Linked DNA regions of Ovis aries: region 2 is linked to region 1. The links are chromatin contacts, called in public Hi-C maps. All regions are on one chromosome and are shown on one strand. Each heading gives the region's core, a stretch centred on a gene start, on an enhancer-like site or on the middle of the called end of the contact. The rest is flanking DNA. Distances are from core to core; before and after follow the strand shown.

Region 1 (4,152 bases), core at 723-3,222:
CTTTTGGTTTATATTACCTTTTTTTCTCTCGTTTTCTAAATAAGAAGTTTAGGTTACTGATTTTAGATCTTTCTTTTTTTCCTAAAATACACATTTATAGTATAGAGTTCCCTCTAAGCAGTACTTTCACTGCATCCCACAAGTTTTGGTAAGCTGTATTTTCACTTTAATTTAGTTCAAATTCTTTTCTTATAATTTCTTTGAAACTTATTCTTTGATTCCTGCCCAAGTGGTCTTGAATTAAGCTACATGTATCAATGCTCCATGACATTGCTCTCATGCTTAACCAAACCCAGAAGGCAGAGATTCAAACCCAATTCAACCTGGGCCACACGTGGGAAGGCTGGGCCTCAGACACCTCTGCACGTGTGTGTATGTGTAGGGGTGGCACTGCCCTCTAGGCATCATCACCTCTAACTATCGCTAGGTAACCCCATCTCCAACGACGTCCTCTCACTGGACCCCAGGTTATCCTGGGTGGGAGACAGACTCTTGTCGTTATGCCCAGAGACAGCGGTCAGACCTCCACCTACCAGGCTGGTGAGACAGCGCAGCCCGAGGTCAGCACCTGTGTGGGTCACGATGCACAACAGACGGCCAGTTTGAGCCGTTCTTGGCTGAGGGGAGAAGCACCTCCTGCCATGTTTGAGTTGATGCCAGCGTCAGGCCGAGATGCACCCTGCACCCCACTCGGGACTCATGAGGGTCCGAGTCCGCATCCAGGGAGTATGGCAGGGATCAGTCCCTTGATCGCCTTACCCTGCAAGTGCGGGACACGCTGGGCGGGGTGCCGGCCCGGCAGCACCTCCGCCCTGCGATGGTGTGAGTCTGGCTGAGGCTGCGATTGCCGGGAGGCTGTCAGCTGCGGGCCCTCGCACCCCGTGCGTTCCGGCCGCACGGCCACGTTGCGGGCCGACAGTCTGAGGCGGAGCGGTTGCTGCGGCCACCGTGGGGGCCACGGGAGGGCTTCTGGGGTAGGCTTGCGGAACGCAGGCCCAGGTGACACGCACCCTGCTTTGAGCTCCGGGGGGCGGCCTGGCCCTCCCTCCCAGGGTCCCCCCCGCTCGTGGGGGGGAGGCCTCCTGCTCGGCGGGCGGCCCCTCGCGCGGACTCCGGCCCTCACCCCGCAGCGGCCGGCGCCCGGGCCACGTCTGAAGTCAGTGCCTCTCGTCGCCGGGCCGACAGCCGCGGGTTAAAACAGGGCCCCGGCCCGGCTCCCGGGACTCCCGCGGCCGCCAGGTGGCGCCGCAGGCCCGCGCGGGGCTCCGCCGGGCCCTCTTCCCCGCGCGGCGGGGCCCGAGTCCTGCGGCCGCCGGGGTGGCGTCCTGCGGGGAGACGCGATTCCCGGCGCGCCCGAGATGCTGCTGGGGCGGAGTGTCTCTGCGGCGCCCCGCGAACCCTCCCGCTTCCTCCCCCTCGGCCGCTCCGCCTGGGGAGGTGGCGGAGGGTCTGAGAGAGGAGGCGGGAGCGGGGAGGGAGGGAGGGAGGGGGAGAGAGCGGGGCGGGGGAGGGGGGGGGGGGGGGGGGGGGAGGAGGAGGGAGGGAGGGAGGGGGCGGGGGAGGGGAGGGGATGCGCGGCGGGGCAGGGGAGGAGGGAGGGGCGGGGGAGGAGGAGGGAGGGAGGGAGGGGGCGGGGGAGGGGAGGGGAGGAGAGGGGAGGGGGAGGGGGGGGGGGCGGGGGAGGAGGAGGGAGGGGGCGGGGGAGGGGGAGGGGGGGGGCGGGGGGGGGGGGGGGGCGGGGGGCGGGGGGGGGGGGGGGGGGGGGGGGGGAGGGGGAGGGGGAGGAGAGGGGAGGGGAGGAGAGGGGAGGAGAGGGGAGGGGGAGGGGGAGAGAGTGGGGCGGGGGAGGGGAGGGGGAGGGGGAGAGGGGGGGGCGGGGAGGGGAGGGTGCGCGCCGGGGGAGGGGAGGCCGGGGCGGCCGCGGGGCGGGGGCGCGGTTGCCTCACCGGAACCTCCTGCTTCTCCGAAGTGACGGGCGCGCAGGGAGGGGGAGCCGGGGGCCCCGGAGGCCCGGGCCGGGCCGGAACGGGGAGGGGCGCGGGCCGCGGCGCCCGAGCGCCCTGCGGTCGGCACCGCTGCGCGTGAGAGAGACGGTGAGAGGCCGCGTCCTCGTCTCGCGCGCCTGCGGCTGTGGGCGCGCCTAGACCCCGCTCGCAGAAGAGGGCCGGCGAGGGCAGGGGGTCGGGCTGGTGGCGCTGCTGGCTCGCAGCCCAGCGTAGAAAAGCGGCCTCGGTGGCGCCCTGCCCGGGGAGCTCGGGGGGCGGCCTGGCCGTCCCTCCCAGGGTCCCCCCCGCTCGTGGGGGGAAGGCCTCCTGCTCGAACCTCAGCCCGCCTGAGGCTGCTGGGGGCAGCGGCCGGCCGCAGACCTGCCTGCAGAGCGAGGGTCGTGGGGCGCGGACTTCCGCGCCGGGGGCTGCGGGCGTGATGCCGTCCGTGGGGTGAAGGGTGCTCTGACGGTCGAGACCTCCTCTCTGAGGACCCAGGGCCTTCAGAGCCCCCTGTGGAGGACGCCTGGGAATTTGTTATTGTTTCTGAGTCCAAGCTCGCCCTGCTGGCTGGAGATAGGCCCCTGAGTCACAGAGATGGGTTGTTGAGGCCGCGAGACTGTTTGGAAAGCTGGGTGACTGAGAAGATGGCGGACTGATGTCTTAAAGTAACCGCCTTGTCGGGGTCTGTATGCCAGGTCCTTTATATAACGTCAGAGAGAGAAGCGATGCGGAACTAAAGTAAAATGGGCCTTCGGTCTTGCAGAACATCTCCTGGCAGGGCCAGCCTGTGGAAGGGGTGTGCTGATCCCTTCTGTTCACAGGTGGGCAGACTCACACGTGAGCTTTAACAGTCAGGCAGAGGGGTGGGGTCCTTGGAGGCAGGCGGTTATGAGGAGAAGGGGACGGCAGAGGAGGAGATGGTTGGACGGCATCACCAACTCGATGGACATGAGTTTGAGCAAGCTGCGGGAGATGGTGAAGGAGAGGGGAGCCTGGCGTGCTGCAGTCCATGGGGTCGCAAAGAATTGGACATGACCGGTCGACTGACAACAACAGTAAGAACAGCGACACGGAAAGCGAGGCAAAGACAGAGTTCCAACGTGGAGTCAGAATCGGTTCTTCTCTGAGATGTTAGGAAGCGGGTCCTTTCGGATCCAGGGGTCGGCATCCTCTAAAGCTGTTGTGGGTTCACCTGTCTGCTTGTAACGTGGGTGAGACCTCAGATCCTTTGGTTCTTCACACATCCTCGGAAGAGATCAGCATGGGCCTTTCCTCCCAACATGCAATCCCCTTCTTCCCTCAAGCTTCTGCGCACCGCCCCCCCCCCCCCCCACCAAGTTTCCGGTCTTTGTTCTCTTAACCAGTTAGACTTGCTGTGGAGCCAACTGCCTGGCTGCCTGCTCACCGTCAGGGTGAGATCAGGCCTCTCTACCAACAGCAGCCTTGTGGGTGTCCTGCAGGGGCTTTTGGGGGCTGGGGACTTGCGCCTCCTTAACACCCTGTCATGAACAGGAACAGTCTGTTCAGATTAAATCCACGTTGTGTTCTGGGCCAGTTCCCATCACAACCTGCTTTCCACTCCAGGTTACCCTTAACCCGAAATTACACCTTCAGGTCACTAGCAGCACAGACACTGTGATAGCCCCAATATGAGTATAAACCTTTCCTGATGTCCAGTATCCCAGGAGAAATTAGGGTACAAGAATTCATCCTTTCCTGAAGCAGTGTAAGTCTTAAAAAAATGAAACAAATTCTTAAGTTCAAGTCCAAACAAGTTTCAAGTACTTGGAAGGAAAACAATCCTAAACAAATCACAGCTCTCTATTGTGAGTTCTGATAAACAGATCACATGACTTCCCAGCAGCTCTGGCCTCTGGGTGTGGCTGTCAGGGCGGCTGCATGGACTCCAGACACTGGAGCCAGCCTGAGTCTGCGGCTTCTGGTAGCAGGAGCTCACCTCCCAGGCTTTGCTTTGACAGCAAAAAAGGCTGTTTTCTTACGAGAAGGAAACTTTCGCCTTCTTCCCCTCTAGGGTCTTCGGCTTGGTAATAATTAAATTGACATAAACCAAGTAAACAGCAGAAAAGTAAATTTTCTGTTTACAGGAATCCCATAAAAGCCTGGCAGCCAAAGGACCGCCAGATAGTTGTGGCTTTTGTGACTT
Region 2 (4,152 bases), core at 525-3,024, 110 kb after region 1:
CAGGGCCTCTGTGAGGCAGGCCTGGGCCTCAGCCTGGCTGCCACCCACCACTGTCAGGAACTCCCATGTCGCGTCCTCCTGCCCTTCTCCGAGGGTCAAGGCTGGGGGCACCGGCGTCCACAGCATGTGCACCTCCTGCCGCGCACCCCCAGGCTGCTCAGGGCTGAGTGTGCGGCCACACAGGTACCTGCAGGAGGGCAGCTGTGTCTCAGGGACCAGCCTCTCCTCTGGCCACCCAGCCGGCCCCCTGCCCCTCCTTACCGGGCTCCCTGGAAGTCAGGACCCAGATGCAGGTCCAGGTCCGGACTTTCTGGGGAAAAGGCTGACTGCAGCCGCACTGTGATGGGCCAGCTCCCCTTGGCCAGGCGGGTGATGGACACACTGAAGGCCAGGACATGAGGCAGTGTGCGGTGGGCATAGATTCGCTGGGAGGCGCGGAAGCTGGGGCCCTCCAGGGTGTGCAGGAAGGAGCCTGGGAAAGGGTGGAGAGGAAGACGGGGCAATTCTCACAACCGCCTGGGGCCACCGAGGACAGTTCCAAACCGCCGGCCTCTGTGGGCTGGGAATGAAGTCCCCCTCTCCCTTCAGTGAGGGAGCCCCCTCCAAGCCCCAGCTGTCCTGTTAGGGAAGCAACAGCTACATGGGGGCCGCCGGGCTCCTGCTCGTTTGGGAGGCCCCCCGGCTGGAAGCCTCACAAAGCGGCCTCTCAGAGCCTCCTTTTGCAGGATGCTGGCATCCTGAGTGAGGAGGTGCTGGGATGGGGCCTCTGTCTGACCTTCTGCTCCCCGGGAACAATGGCAGGGGGTAGGGGTGGGCGGAGGGCAGCCAGGGGCTACCTGTGTTGGTGTCCAGAGCGTAGGTCTTGGTTAGCTGCTCTCCCGTCCTTGCAGGGGCCTCCAGCTGGACATTGAGGGGGCTGGGCAGAATGGCCCGGTGGGTATCCCCCAAAGCCCCATTGTACACACCGCTCACATGCAGTGTCTCATGATACACGCGTGTGCCCAAGTATGAGTTGGTCACGGTGGCCAAGAGCCGGGGGTCACTGGGCAGAGAATGGGCAGTGAATCTGGTGGCGTCCTTGCCAGCATCCTCCATGGAAGGTGACTCCGCGGAGGGGCCTGCAAAAGCCGGGGGGCAGAGGCCCCACAGTGGGCTGGGCCTCTGTCTTCTGCAACTCCCAAAGCTCTCCTTGGAACTTGACTGATGGCCCCAGAGGTGGAGGGGGGGGCGTGTGCCCACCTGCGTGGCCCCGATTTTCTCAGGCCGCCCCAGGAGACCCCCACCCCCCACTACTGATCCAGGGACCCAACGGAGGCCCCAGCTCCCACCTCAGGGCCGCACCCCCACGAACCGGTCCTGCTGGCAGGAAGGGCGGAGCCTCAGCCCGCGGGCCTCACCCTCCTGGAGGCCAGTCGGTACAGGGCGGGGTGTGGCCAGCGGCTGGGGAAGGGGACGCGCAGGCGGGCCAGAGGCCCCGTCTCTGGGTCCGCAGCCCTGCCGCGTCCCTCGGCTCCAGCGGGCGCTGCCGCTCAGGCGCAGGAGAGGCAGCCAGCGGCGCCCGTGCCACCGGAAGGCCCCGCGGTCCGCGCCCCAGGGCCGCGCGGGGCGGGGCGGACGCGCGTCCCCACCGCCGGGCGTGCGCGAGGAGGGGGCGAAGGGCGAGCCGAAGGGCGATCCGGGGGCGTCTGGCGGCCCAGCCTGCGAGGCCGAGCGGAGGGAGGCCCAGCTCCAGCTGTGCCCTGAGGCTTCTCCAGCGTGGCTCTGACGGGGCTTTCGCCCGCCCCCCTCTCCGGCGGCCGGTTCCTTCCTCTCTCCCTGAGCGCCCTCCCCCAGGAGAGGTGGGGCCGGGGCTCTCCTCTGGAGCCCCGCCTGCCTTTGTCCCCGCCCCACTGGCTGGCTCTGCACCCCCCCCTTCAGTCTCCATCTTCCCCATGTGCCCCCCTGCCTCTGGAAGCTCCTGAGCTTCCTGGGCCTGTCTGGACCTTGTCTCTCTAACCCCGGCCTGACCCAAATGACTGTGCTGGGACCACTGGCCCAACCAGACAGTCCGATTTAGCCTGTGCCTGAAACCTGGCCTTCCTACTCTTCCCCAACACAAGCAATGGTGACCTCACCATCCCCCACCCAGGCCCCTCCATCCCCACTCCCAGGGCTCCCACCAGGCCCCCTTCCCAGCTCTCCCCATCCACAGGCACTGCCTCCTCTCAGACCAGGCCACCCTCCTGGGTCGGTGCAGGCCTGCTGTGGCCCCACAGCTCTTGCGAGCAGAGCCGCAGCCACTCTGAGAGTAGTTAGGGTCTGCTCAAAGCCTGCAGCGGAGCCCACTTTACCGGCAGGAGGGCCACCCAGGCCCCCCCCCCCCCACCCAACACCTGCTACCTGGCTTCCCTGCTGCTTCTGCACGCTGGCTCCCTAGTATGGGCTCAGTGTGTCCCCCCGACATCCATCGGTTGACTTCTGATCCCCACTGTGATGGTGTTTGTAGGTGGGGCCTTTGGTACATAGTTAGGTCAAGAGCAGTTAAGAGTAGGATCAGTGCCTTTATACAGAAGAGATTTTGAGTAAACTCCTGGTGTGCTGCAGTCCATGGGGTCTCAAAGAGTTGGACACGACTGAGTGCCTGAACGGAACTGAACTGAAGAAGGTCTTCGAGCTCCCTCCTGCCCTGTGAGGACACGGCTGGAAGACAGCCATCTGCACCAAGAGGGGCCTCGTCAGATACCGAATTGACTGCCGCCTTGACCTTGGACATCCCAGCCTCCAGAACTGTGAGAAATGCGCTTCTGTTGTTGGTCAGCTACCTGCTCTGCGGTGTCTTGTTAACAGCAGGCCGAGCCGCTGCGTGGCCTTCACACTTGCTGTCCCACTGCCTTTTCCTCAAGACATCCTTAGGCTGACCCCTCACTTCCTTCCTTTTTCAAGTGCCCTGTCTTCCCTAGATTGTCCCAGACTCCTTACAGGTAAGAGAAAACCCTTGGCTCCCTCCCCCACGCCTTTTCCTCCCTCCACAGCTGCCTAGAATGCCAGCTCCAGGAGGGCAAGGATGCTTTGTCTGTTTTGTGGAATGAATAACTGGATTTTAAAATGGGTTATGGAAGGAAGTCTGGGGGACATGAAGGGACCCAGAAGGCCCTTCTGACTGGGGCCTCAGAAGCTGGCGGAGTCCAGCAGCTTTGAGCAGAGAAGATTTGAAGATTCGGGCTGTCTGCTGCTGGCCCTGCCGGTCAAGGCCAAGCCTCCCATCAGAGCTTCCAGAGTCCAGCTGTTCCCCCAAGCTCACCCCGGAAATGGGGGCTGCGGCTCTGCCCCATTCAGATGGGCTGGGGAACAAAGGCGAGGGCGTGAGCACCCGTGAGGATGCCTGGCTAAGTGCAGCAGAGAATGACTGGCCGGAATCCCAGGGAGAGTTTATTATCAGCACACGGGGCTCATACCACCGGTGCCATCACAGCCCTGCTCAGAGCTCCGTCTCCACTCCCCTTAGTCTCTGAAGGCCTCAGAGAGCAACTGGACTCCTCTGGGCGCCTTCGGCCCCTGCTTGGTCCCCTGTGGCCAGAGCAGAGCGGCTGGGCTCTGGGTGCCTGTACTGAGCGGGGCAGGGTCCGCAAATGGGTCGTCTCTCGCTGAGCTCACCAGGCAGAGGCAACACGCAGTCGGTGCTCAATCCTGCTTCACCCTGCAGTGGGAGGGCTGGAGGGTCCCAGAAGAGAAGCCTGGGTGGGGCAGCGGTGAGGGCTAGGGGAGGAGGCCCACTTCCCTGTGGGGAGGAAGAGACATAAACTGTCCCCAGGGTGTGGGGGAAGGGATGTGTCCCGGGCCTACCCCGGAGCAGGCGAGCGCCGTGTCTGTCTGAGTCTCCCACCTGCCTGCCCTGGGCCCCTCAGGCTCAAGGGTTGCCCAGAGCAGAGAGCACCATCCTCTCGCCCTTGAAATGGGGAGGTCTCCTCTGTAGGGCTGACCAGATTCCTCCCTAGTTCTGGCCTTCAGAACCTCAGAGGGCACTGATGGACACTTTGGGGGGCTTGGGGTGGACATCCAGCGCTGGGTGTGTGATGACTAGTCTTGGGTTTGCTGTCTCCACCGCTCGCAGCTCCTGCAGGGACTGCTCGCTCAGCTCCACAGAGGTCAGCCTGTAGTGATGTGCAGAGAGTG

Evidence for each region. A called contact is a pair of places that touch in the nucleus more often than the background predicts.
Region 2: a contact with region 1 is called in a Hi-C map of blood, with 2.9 times the contacts expected there. The contact joins the promoter of PGGHG here to the enhancer-like site in region 1. A contact is called at or near these places in 4 of 16 Hi-C or Micro-C datasets (blood, omental adipose tissue and tail adipose tissue).

What each region holds. Positions count from the first base shown.
Region 1 is chr21:47,297,934-47,302,085 of ARS-UI_Ramb_v3.0, forward strand. No RefSeq gene overlaps it. Among named protein-coding and RNA genes, the nearest start is that of B4GALNT4, 12 kb to the left of the region's middle. Within about 2 kb of position 1,973, at least 38 of the 54 cell types and tissues checked have an H3K27ac peak or open chromatin away from gene starts, as enhancers often do.
Region 2 is chr21:47,407,568-47,411,719 of ARS-UI_Ramb_v3.0, forward strand. It overlaps PGGHG (protein-glucosylgalactosylhydroxylysine glucosidase), which reads right to left and starts at 1,775. Exons shown (of 15, transcript XR_009597971.1): 1 at 1,398-1,775; 2 at 837-1,118; 3 at 262-472; 4 at 1-187. It overlaps NLRP6 (NLR family pyrin domain containing 6), which reads right to left. Exons shown (of 8, transcript XM_042238172.1): 8 at 2,521-4,130. The coding sequence ends at 3,992.